3 separate regions of the Mus musculus genome follow, and regions 1 and 2 are each linked to region 3. The links are chromatin contacts, called in public Micro-C maps. All regions are on one chromosome and are shown on one strand. The core of a region is the stretch at or near the end of the contact, and the rest is flanking DNA. Distances in the headings are between cores, read along the strand shown.

What was found. Hi-C and Micro-C count contacts between places; a contact is called where the count stands out from the background.
Region 1: a contact with region 3 is called in a Micro-C map of embryonic stem cells, with 5 times the contacts expected there. The contact joins the enhancer-like site here to the promoter of 9130019P16Rik in region 3. A contact is called at or near these places in 1 of 484 Hi-C or Micro-C datasets (embryonic stem cells) and 1 of 9 other capture datasets (liver).
Region 2: a contact with region 3 is called in a Micro-C map of embryonic stem cells, with 4 times the contacts expected there. The contact joins the enhancer-like site here to the promoter of 9130019P16Rik in region 3. A contact is called at or near these places in 4 of 39 promoter capture datasets (the HPC-7 cell line, HPC-7-derived erythroid cells, cranial neural crest and 2 more) and 1 of 484 Hi-C or Micro-C datasets (embryonic stem cells).

What each region holds. Positions count from the first base shown.
Region 1 is chr6:53,800,084-53,802,925 of GRCm38.p6, reverse strand. No RefSeq gene overlaps it. Among named protein-coding and RNA genes, the nearest start is that of Tril, 19 kb to the left of the region's middle. Within about 2 kb of position 1,250, at least 84 of the 459 cell types and tissues checked have an H3K27ac peak or open chromatin away from gene starts, as enhancers often do. A contact at or near this core is called in embryonic stem cells, where this site is marked.
Region 2 is chr6:55,158,168-55,160,999 of GRCm38.p6, reverse strand. All of the region lies in intron 1 of Gm34358 (a long non-coding RNA gene), which reads right to left. Among named protein-coding and RNA genes, the nearest start is that of Gm34358, 5.2 kb to the right of the region's middle. Within about 2 kb of position 1,534, at least 9 of the 459 cell types and tissues checked have an H3K27ac peak or open chromatin away from gene starts, as enhancers often do. A contact at or near this core is called in embryonic stem cells, where this site is marked.
Region 3 is chr6:54,428,937-54,431,873 of GRCm38.p6, reverse strand. 9130019P16Rik (RIKEN cDNA 9130019P16 gene) reads left to right here and starts at 1,653. Exons shown (of 14, transcript NR_033635.1): 1 at 1,653-2,553. It overlaps Wipf3 (WAS/WASL interacting protein family, member 3), which reads right to left and starts at 2,188. Exons shown (of 9, transcript NM_001167860.2): 1 at 2,014-2,188.

The sequences.
Region 1 (2,842 bases), core at 1-2,500, 630 kb after region 3:
GAGAGAGAGAGAGAGATATGGAAGGGGGCTTTTTTTATATATGGATGGTGACATAGTCACAGGTAAAGATAGGAGGTGAGCCAAGTGGATTCTGGGAATATGGTGGCTCTTGCCTTGGCAACAGGTGTGTGGGTCGAACCTATGTGATGTCACGGGTTTCAGAGGTCCTGATACCAACAGTGTGTGGTCTTTGAGGGCCTCTATAGGCCCCATTTCTTGCTGTGAGAATTACCTCCTCTTTCAACACTTCGGGAAGAGCTGTAAGCCTAGATTCATGGGGCTGACTTCAGGACCACACCAGGATGTCAACTCCCTTTCTGAGGTGGGCATAGTGGAACCTCTTAGAGTTGAACAGCAGCAGCAGCTGCTGTGCTGGAGCTCAGGAGGGCGAGCACAGGGAGTTTGGGGCCACTCTGCTCAGCCATGCACCCAGAGCATTGGAGGTGGGATTCGGGGAGCAGAGACTGAGACTGAAGCAAGCCAGGGACTGCTGTAGTTCTGGGTGGCTCTACTTCTTGCTTCAAAGATTCCCCCTGGATCACCCCAGCAATTCCCAGTTTTCTTACTCAGCAGCTCCTTTTGTGATGTGTTCTCTTCCTTATTGTTTATCCGTTAGCATTAGTTCCTCCAGGATGAAGGGTTAAGAGCTGGCCTAGCAGTGAGTCACTGCAGAATGGCTAACATCTTCCAAAGAATGAGCCACAGTTTCTCTCTCTTTGGCCTTGACCTAGCTCCTGTGGTCAGCCCTTCCGTAAAGCCCCTCCTTCTTCTGTTGCAGCAGAGTGGCCTCAGTCCTTCCCTATTTCCATTTCGATTCACCCTCCCCAACCCCCACACCAGTGCCTTTTCCATGACCTTATTCCCAAGGCTTGGAAACATCCTAAGCTATTCACATTATTTCATCAGACCCAGGGTGCTGGCACGCGGTGACTCCCTGCTTCAGCACCAGCCAAGATTAGGGGTGGATGATCACATTACAATGAGACGGAACTCTCAGGACCCAGAACAGAGCATTTCACTGTCCCTCTGTTTCCTGTAAAACATAATTCTGGAAAGTATTCATATTTTGCCTTCACAGCTTCCTGCCCCTGGTAGAAAAGGGATTTCACCGAGCACCCCAGCAGTTACAGAGCCTGCACAGGGTGGCTGGTCAGAAAGTAGGGCACATAGAAAGGATCCAAGCCATTCAGGAGCCTGCACTGGGTAGCTAGCTAGAAATGGGGCCACCCAGAAAGGGTTTACACACACATCACAGTAGAGCTCGGGGTTGGGGGTGGGGGCTCTCTACAGGCAGTCAGTAGCTGTCTCTCAGTACAGCAGCCTGTGGAAATGCCAACTCTAACTTTTTTTTAACACAGGAAGGGCAAGGAAGTTGGCAACTGTTTTCAAATGGGCAAGCTAGTGTAGTCCCTTAAGAAAGGGAGAACTTGAGACTTTATTTCCTATACCTTTGGTCTCTGTCTTCCAAAGAGACCAAGGGTGTAGCTGATGTCAAGAACAATAGTCCCCATTGTCACCATTATCATTTACAGGAAATAGTCCAACTGACTGTGAGGTGTTTGGGTCAGCTAAACACAAAGCCGTAGGAGTCCTGCACTAGGTTTTTGGTGATACCGTCTTTGAGAATCTTGGGGTCTCTAGAACTCCATTACTTCATTACTCATTTTATAAATGTTACACCTCAATGATTAGACAGTTGGTGAGTGGTGACAGAACTGTGTAAATCCTGGTTCGCCAGGCTTCTACCTTGTCCCATCAGGATGAGATGGACTCAGTACCAGGTTCTGTGCAAAGATAATGAATCCGAGTCTCCTAAACACAGACACAGACATTCGACTCAGAAAGCTGGGAGCCCTGTTAGCTCTTCAACGCTGTTTGCTTGCTCAAATCCAGTAATTCTTAGTGAAGTCCATGCTAAGAAAATCTCTTAATTTTGGAATCACTTTAGACTTTCGTGTAAGGTTCAAAATCATATAGTGAGGTCTCATCTGCTTCTGCTCACTTGGTTCCTTCTAATGTTGGCATCTTATAAACTATGTACATTTTTCAAAATTACAAAAGTCAGTGACAAACTGCTATGAACTAAATCCCAGACTTTTCCATATTGCATCAGTGTTCCCTCCCAGGACCACACACTGTTTCAGACTGCAATCCACATCTGCTCCAGCCCTGCCCTGTACTAAGGCTGCAGCTATACTAAAAAATAGAATACTATATTCTATATTCTGTGCTCTACTAAAAAATAGAATACTATATTCTGTGCTCTACTAATATAGCAATGGCACTCTTGTACACATGCATAGCAAATAGTATGTACAAAAATGTTTATAGCAGTATTTTTCAGTGGAAACAAAAGAATAGAATACGTAAACACATTTTGGTATTTCTGTATGTTAATATATATATGTAGAGTATTTGAATTCTTTCTATCCCTGTTAGCTTCCAAGTGAATGAGACTCAGGCAATGATTTATTTGGCTTTGGCACAATTACTAGGGGAATTTCCCCTCATCTAGTTTTCTAGTGCTAGACTGTTAATTCCCCAGCTATGCTTGCCGAGGACTTGCAGTTTGGGTCTCCCCAGGTTATTTCTGTTCCATCAGCCTGTCCTCAGGGTCTGCTCCACTTCAGGTACATGCTCCTGGTCCATCACAGCTAATGAGGACCTTCTCTTCTCTGTCTCCCTCTCCTAGACGTCCTTCCCCTTTTCTTTCCTCTCCTCATGGTCCCTAGCCGGGTAACTGAAACTCCACCTACCTCCATTCTCCCCAGTAATTGACTGTAGCCACTTTTATTTAACCAGTAGCTTTAAGCTGAGAAGTCAGGCTTATACAACAAAGGCT
Region 2 (2,832 bases), core at 285-2,784, 730 kb before region 3:
CCACCCTTCAAGGTGATTCCTATGGGTAGGAGTGTCGCCATAGTGCCAAGGATAGAGATGGAGAAGTTCACTGGGGCAGGGTCTCGGGTCAGGCACTCAGTCTGACGGTGTTTGTATTTATAGCCATAGAAAGTATTATCTGAGCTCTTGGATGTCCATTTCAGGGGAAAGGCCCAGGTACGGACAGTGTCATTTACATATGGATGCACAGTTGCCAATGTGGCTGTCAGCCAGTTGTCAGGGTGACTATTAGCCACCCATTTGGCTCCGTTAGAGCTTTTGTTAGAAGTTCAAGATGGAGTTGGTGCTGTCAAAGCATGATCTCATTAATCATAATTAGAATACCAATTTGCTCCGTATCACAAGAACCACATCACAGCAAAGGACATGTCTCAAGGCTTCTACAACCCTGTGTTAGTCAACTGGCGGCCGTGGACTGTCTAGACCTGGAATAGAAAGGAAGTGGACTCTCTCAGCAAAGCAGCTGACCTTCCATAAAACAATGCACAGGACTAGAGGGAAGCAGGTGTGAGGAGTGCCCAGTATGGCTGAAGAGTGTCTCTATGAAGTGACCTTTGAAGAAGGAGAGGGGAAAAGAAGCGCAAGAAGTGTCCAGTGAGGGGCTGGTGAGATGGCTCAGCAGGTAAGAGCACCCAACTGCTCTTCCGAAGGTCCTGAGTTCAAATCCTAGCAAACACAAGGTGACTCACAACCATCCATAAGGAGATCTGACTCCCTCTTCTGGAGTGTCTGAAGACAGCTACAGTGTACTTACATATAATAAATAAATAATTCTTTAAAGATGGGAGGTAATCTTTTTTAAAAAGAAGTGTCTAGTGAAGTATCTTTGAGAGAATGGCCAGTGCCAGAGCCCTGGGGTCACTGAAATAGCATCTGGCAGATTAATGCCTGGGAGGAGAATGAAGGGGGCGGGGGTTAGGGGGACATAGGATGTGTTCATGCACAGCTCTATATATCGCTGCAAGGCCCATCATCTTACTCTGGGAAAGTTAGGAGGCACTGAAGACACTTCAGCTGAGGGATGACATGGTCATGACATCAAGTGACTAGAAAGCTGCATCCCCAGGGGTACTGCTCCTCGGTGGGCAACTGACCATCAGGTCTTTCACCCCCTACTCCCATCCAACCCAAGCCTGCAGGCAGAGGGGCCCATCATCTCTTCTATCTGAGGCAAGAGAAGCAGGAGCAACAGAGGAGGGGAGGAGTGGGAGAGAACCACTGGGCTCAGCCTGGCCCTTGGGTGATTTATTGGGCACATGATGGTAGAGGAACCTAGGCACTCGCTAGAGAGGCAGAAGCTTCCTCTGGTCCCAGCCTGGCTCAAAGGGCTTTAGAAGTAATACCCCCAAATAATTAAAAAGAGATTTGCTGTCCCACCTCTCGGCCTCTGGAGAGGGATATTCATCAGCAAATGAATTAAAACCAAATCTAACAATTTACATGACTCAAGCTACAGGCCAGGGAGCTGCCAGAAAACTGGATGCTATGGTTATGCTAATGCAGCATAGCCCTGCCCTGGACATCCTCCCTGCACTGGGGCAGGCCCTGGCTCCACTCCCTGCTCCTCAGCTTCAGCTCACCCAGGCAGTGGAGGCAGAAGAGATTAGCCAAGAATTAGGCCCCAGCCATTGCCCACAGCTGAGATGAGCTGCAGGGAGAGTAGTGGCCTACTGGGACTCCTCTGTCTTTCCAGCTTTCCTGACCTGCTGATTTACCTCTCAGAGCCTCAGTTTACCATTTACAAAACTGGAAGATGATTTTGGCAGATTTGCACTGCAGCAAAATGTACTGGCACTCAGCGGGTTGAAATGACAGGGCTTCAATAGGGGAAAAAATGGCTATGCAAATTAAAGGTAGAGCTACATTATACAACCTAAAAATATCCACAGATTCCAGCTGAGCCCTGCATCCGTGCAGCGGGGAAACTGTAATCGAAGACTCACATTTATTGTCCTTTGTTAATATTTTCCTTAGGAAGCCTTTTGGGAAGATCCTTTTGGTAAGGCCTGTGAGAGGCCTTGGATGTTGCGTTCCCTTCTTCTCCGGGCCCGCACATGAACAGGGTACCACCGCCACTACCTTATGTGTAAAAGGAGCCAGGAGATAAATTGGGGCCTCAAAGATCATGGGTACAGCACCCTGATCTCACCTGCCTGCTTGTTGGCTAGTAGGGACAGATTAACCTGCTGTGAAGCCACAGGTCAAACCTTGCCAACAACAATGTGCCCCATAGTGTCCTGGCAGAGGTATAAAAATATGGAGTCAAAAGTGTGTATGTGTGTGTGTGTGATCCCAGGGCAAGGACACAGCTAACACAAAGGCTCCAGGGTTTCTTCAACCTCCCAACCCAGTAGCCCAAACCATCTTTTACTCTTTTACCCTCGATTTATAGTGACGAGTGCCCAGGCAAACAGGACCACTAGGATCCCCAGGTCAGCATGACAACATAGACTGGTATTGGTTTAGGCCTTCTGAGACCAGATGCTGCAAAGGAATATATATATGTTTATCCCCTTCTTATGTGCTTGCAGAGATAGAATTTTCTAGACTCCCATGCTGCATGGCCCCAAGAGATCTTGAGCCTTGATCAGATAGAAAGATCAGATAGATAAAGGCACGTGCCACCACCACCTTGCTTAGCCTTATAATATTCTTGCTCAGTCTAGTCACAAAGAAGTACCAGACTGCTCCAAATGGTGGGAGTTTCTCCAGGACAACCCTTTCAGCCGAATAAAAGCATTGGTCACAGCAGAGATAGAATAAACCCCAGCTTCCTGTCTGGGGAAAGATTATCAGAGTCTCATTAGCCGA
Region 3 (2,937 bases), core at 404-2,903:
AGGCAGCCTGACATCTCTGCGCAGATTTGGGCACCAACAATTGGATGTGGGCGGTGCACTTCCAGTTTGAAGTGTACAGACCCAGGTCCCTGTCCTCGGCACACTCAGCTAACCCCTGTCTCTTTGCATTTCTCATCTGTGGAAAGGCACAATAGTTACAGGAACCACAGGGCTTGAGTTAATGCATATGGAAGCATCTACAGTGCCTGGCCATTTCCTGCTACTTCCCCACTGGTTTTCTCTCCCCTGTCCTTCTCCCTGTTTTCCTGATTTGGTTTTGCTTTAAAATGCATCTCTAAAGTACATTAGCTGGCAGACTTCAGCAGCCTGTGCCCTGCCATGCCCAGTGCCCTTCAGCATCAAATATCCACTTACGTTGTTATTGAAGTAAAAAAAAAAAAAAAAAAAAAAAGCCCCAAGTGATGTGCACAAGTCTAAAGCACACAACTTCCTGAGTTTCTATGTATGGGGAGCATGTCTAGACCTAAAGTGCCTTGAAGGTCTGCCCAGGCCAGTAGGAAGCCCAAAGGCAGTCCACTTCTGACCTCTACCACTACTTTACAGTTTAGAGAGGACAGCTTTTAGGAGAAGGCTGGGACTGGACAGGTAGTTTATCAGTGGAAACTCTGATCTTGTAGAACACTAGGACTCATTCCCAGCACCCACATAGTGGTTCAGGGACATTACATCCTTAACTCTAGTCCAGAGGATCCAGTGCCCTCTTCTGACCTCTAGGGGTTTCCTGGCACAGAGTCGTGCATAGACATACATGCCCGAAAAATACTTACATAGAAAGTAAAAGGAGTGAACATTAAAAACAAGGCTAGAGTGTCTGATGATTATAATACTAACTGGCAGCAAGAAACCCTCTCCTGGCCCTCTCTGAGGTGACGAAGGCAAAGACAGTGAGGCACACAAGCTTTTAAAGTCACACAAGTCTGCCCAACAAATGCTCTCACTTACATCCAAGGACCCCAGGCACAGAAGAGGAATACCACTGTCCCACTGGAAACTTTCCTCAGAGAGTCCCCAGACTGTGTGTGTGTCAGAGATACTTCTGGTTTTTCCTGAGGCCATTAGACAGGCTTCCTGGGTTTCTGGGCAGAACATCTACCCAACTCAGGTTCTCACACTCATGGCAGACACTCCAAGCACACAGAAGACATTGTTTCCACAGGGGAATGGATGCCTGGCATCCTACAGGAGAGCGTGTTCTTCTCCCAAGCTTGCTCCCCGTGAGCTCCTGGCTAGGTATCCGGGGGAATGGCCACAATTACCCAGTCCCGCACACCTCCAAAGGACTTTAAAGGCCATTTGTGGCCAGATGTAAATGGCTAGAGATAATGGATAGACAGACACATACACTCTCTGGCTCCTGACCTAGGCAGGCTTACAGATAAGCCTCGGGGAGTCAGGACTCAGCTCCTGGCCCGACTCTGTCACCAGGAACTGTGTGACCTTGGATAAGTCACTTTTTCCCTCAGGAATTGGCTTTCTTTCTGGGAAATGGTCCAGTATCCTCAGTCCTTGTCTGATTGTGCAGGTTCCCAGATCTCTCCTAATCGCCAGGGACCCTTCCTTAACATCCCCAACACAAGCAAGATCCGCCCTTTTGTTCTCAGGGGAGGGGTGGGGGGTGACGTGGGGGAAGGGAAGCAGAGCCCCCTTGGGGCATCAGACTAAGAGGCCTCCGTGCCAGAAGCTGATAACGGAAGAGTGCTGTCCTGGGAGGTCACCAGGGAGCCCTGAGGTGACCTGGTGTAGCCATGGTCCCTTTCCGACCCGTGGCGGGCAGGGAGCGAGTGGTTGCCGCTAGGGCTGCACGGAGCAGCTCCCAGACGTAGTCGCGGCTGGGGACTACAGTTTGGAGAGGGTCCTGGGCACTCTCACTCACCCAGCGTCTTTGACAACGCGGGAGGCCACTCTACCTCGGGACTGTCCCCAATACCCTCCGCGACAACCCCAATCGGCCACTTACTTAACCCAGGGCCCGGACGCGAGCAGAGCAGCTACCTGCAGCTGGCCGTAACCCGGCCGACTGGACTTTAGCTGGCGCCTCCGTCCCCGCTGTCCCCGTCGTCTCCGTCGTCCCCGTCGTCTCCGTCGTCCCCGTCGCCTCGAGGATCCCGGCTGGGCTGCAGACAGTGCCTGGCGTTGCTTCTGCGCGCCCGGCTAAGCTGGACTCTGCGCTCCTCGCTCGCTCCCAGCCGGGCTTAAGCGCTGCCGGGACGCGGAGGCGGAGCCGCCGCCCCCACCTGCTCCTGGCGGCCGCCCTGGAGCCTCGCCGCCCAGCGCACGGGGACGCGGTCCAGAGGGCGGGGTCGCTCTGGCACCCAGGAGGCGGTCCTGGCTGCGCGGCGGCGCAGCTCCCAGGTACAGAGTCCCGAGTGTGAGCCACGGGGACAATGGGGCCAAGGGCTGGAGTTCCCCTGCACGCCACCTCGTCTATATATTACAAACATTTCTGAGCCCTCGCTAAGCCCCAGACAGCGCGTATATGCAAGGGGACAAAAGGAGAATGGGACAGCCGGTTGTCCCGATGAGCACAAGCAGGTACTTACAATACGGAGCCAAGAGAACATCCAACGTGTACAAAGCAGAGGGACACCCAATTCAGACCTGGGCTTGAGAGGCAGGGGTGGGTGTGTGGGTGGAGAGAGCTGGGGGGCGGGAGGGGGAGGTAGAGAAGCTTGCTCTCAGAGATAGGTGAGCACAAAATATCCTGGTAACACAGGGAGGTAAGTAGCTTCCGGTGGGGCAGAAGTGGGAAGAAGGCAGTTTGAAATCTAGAGTGAAGCGAGTCTGTCCCATTTCCCTGTCCGGCTGTCCAGAGCTTGGAGAATGCTGGAGATTTATGCCTGAGGCTCCTGTGTACACTCAGCTGCTCCAAGTGCAGCAATTCAGGCTGGCATTTCCTGCCTCTCACATCTTAGGCAT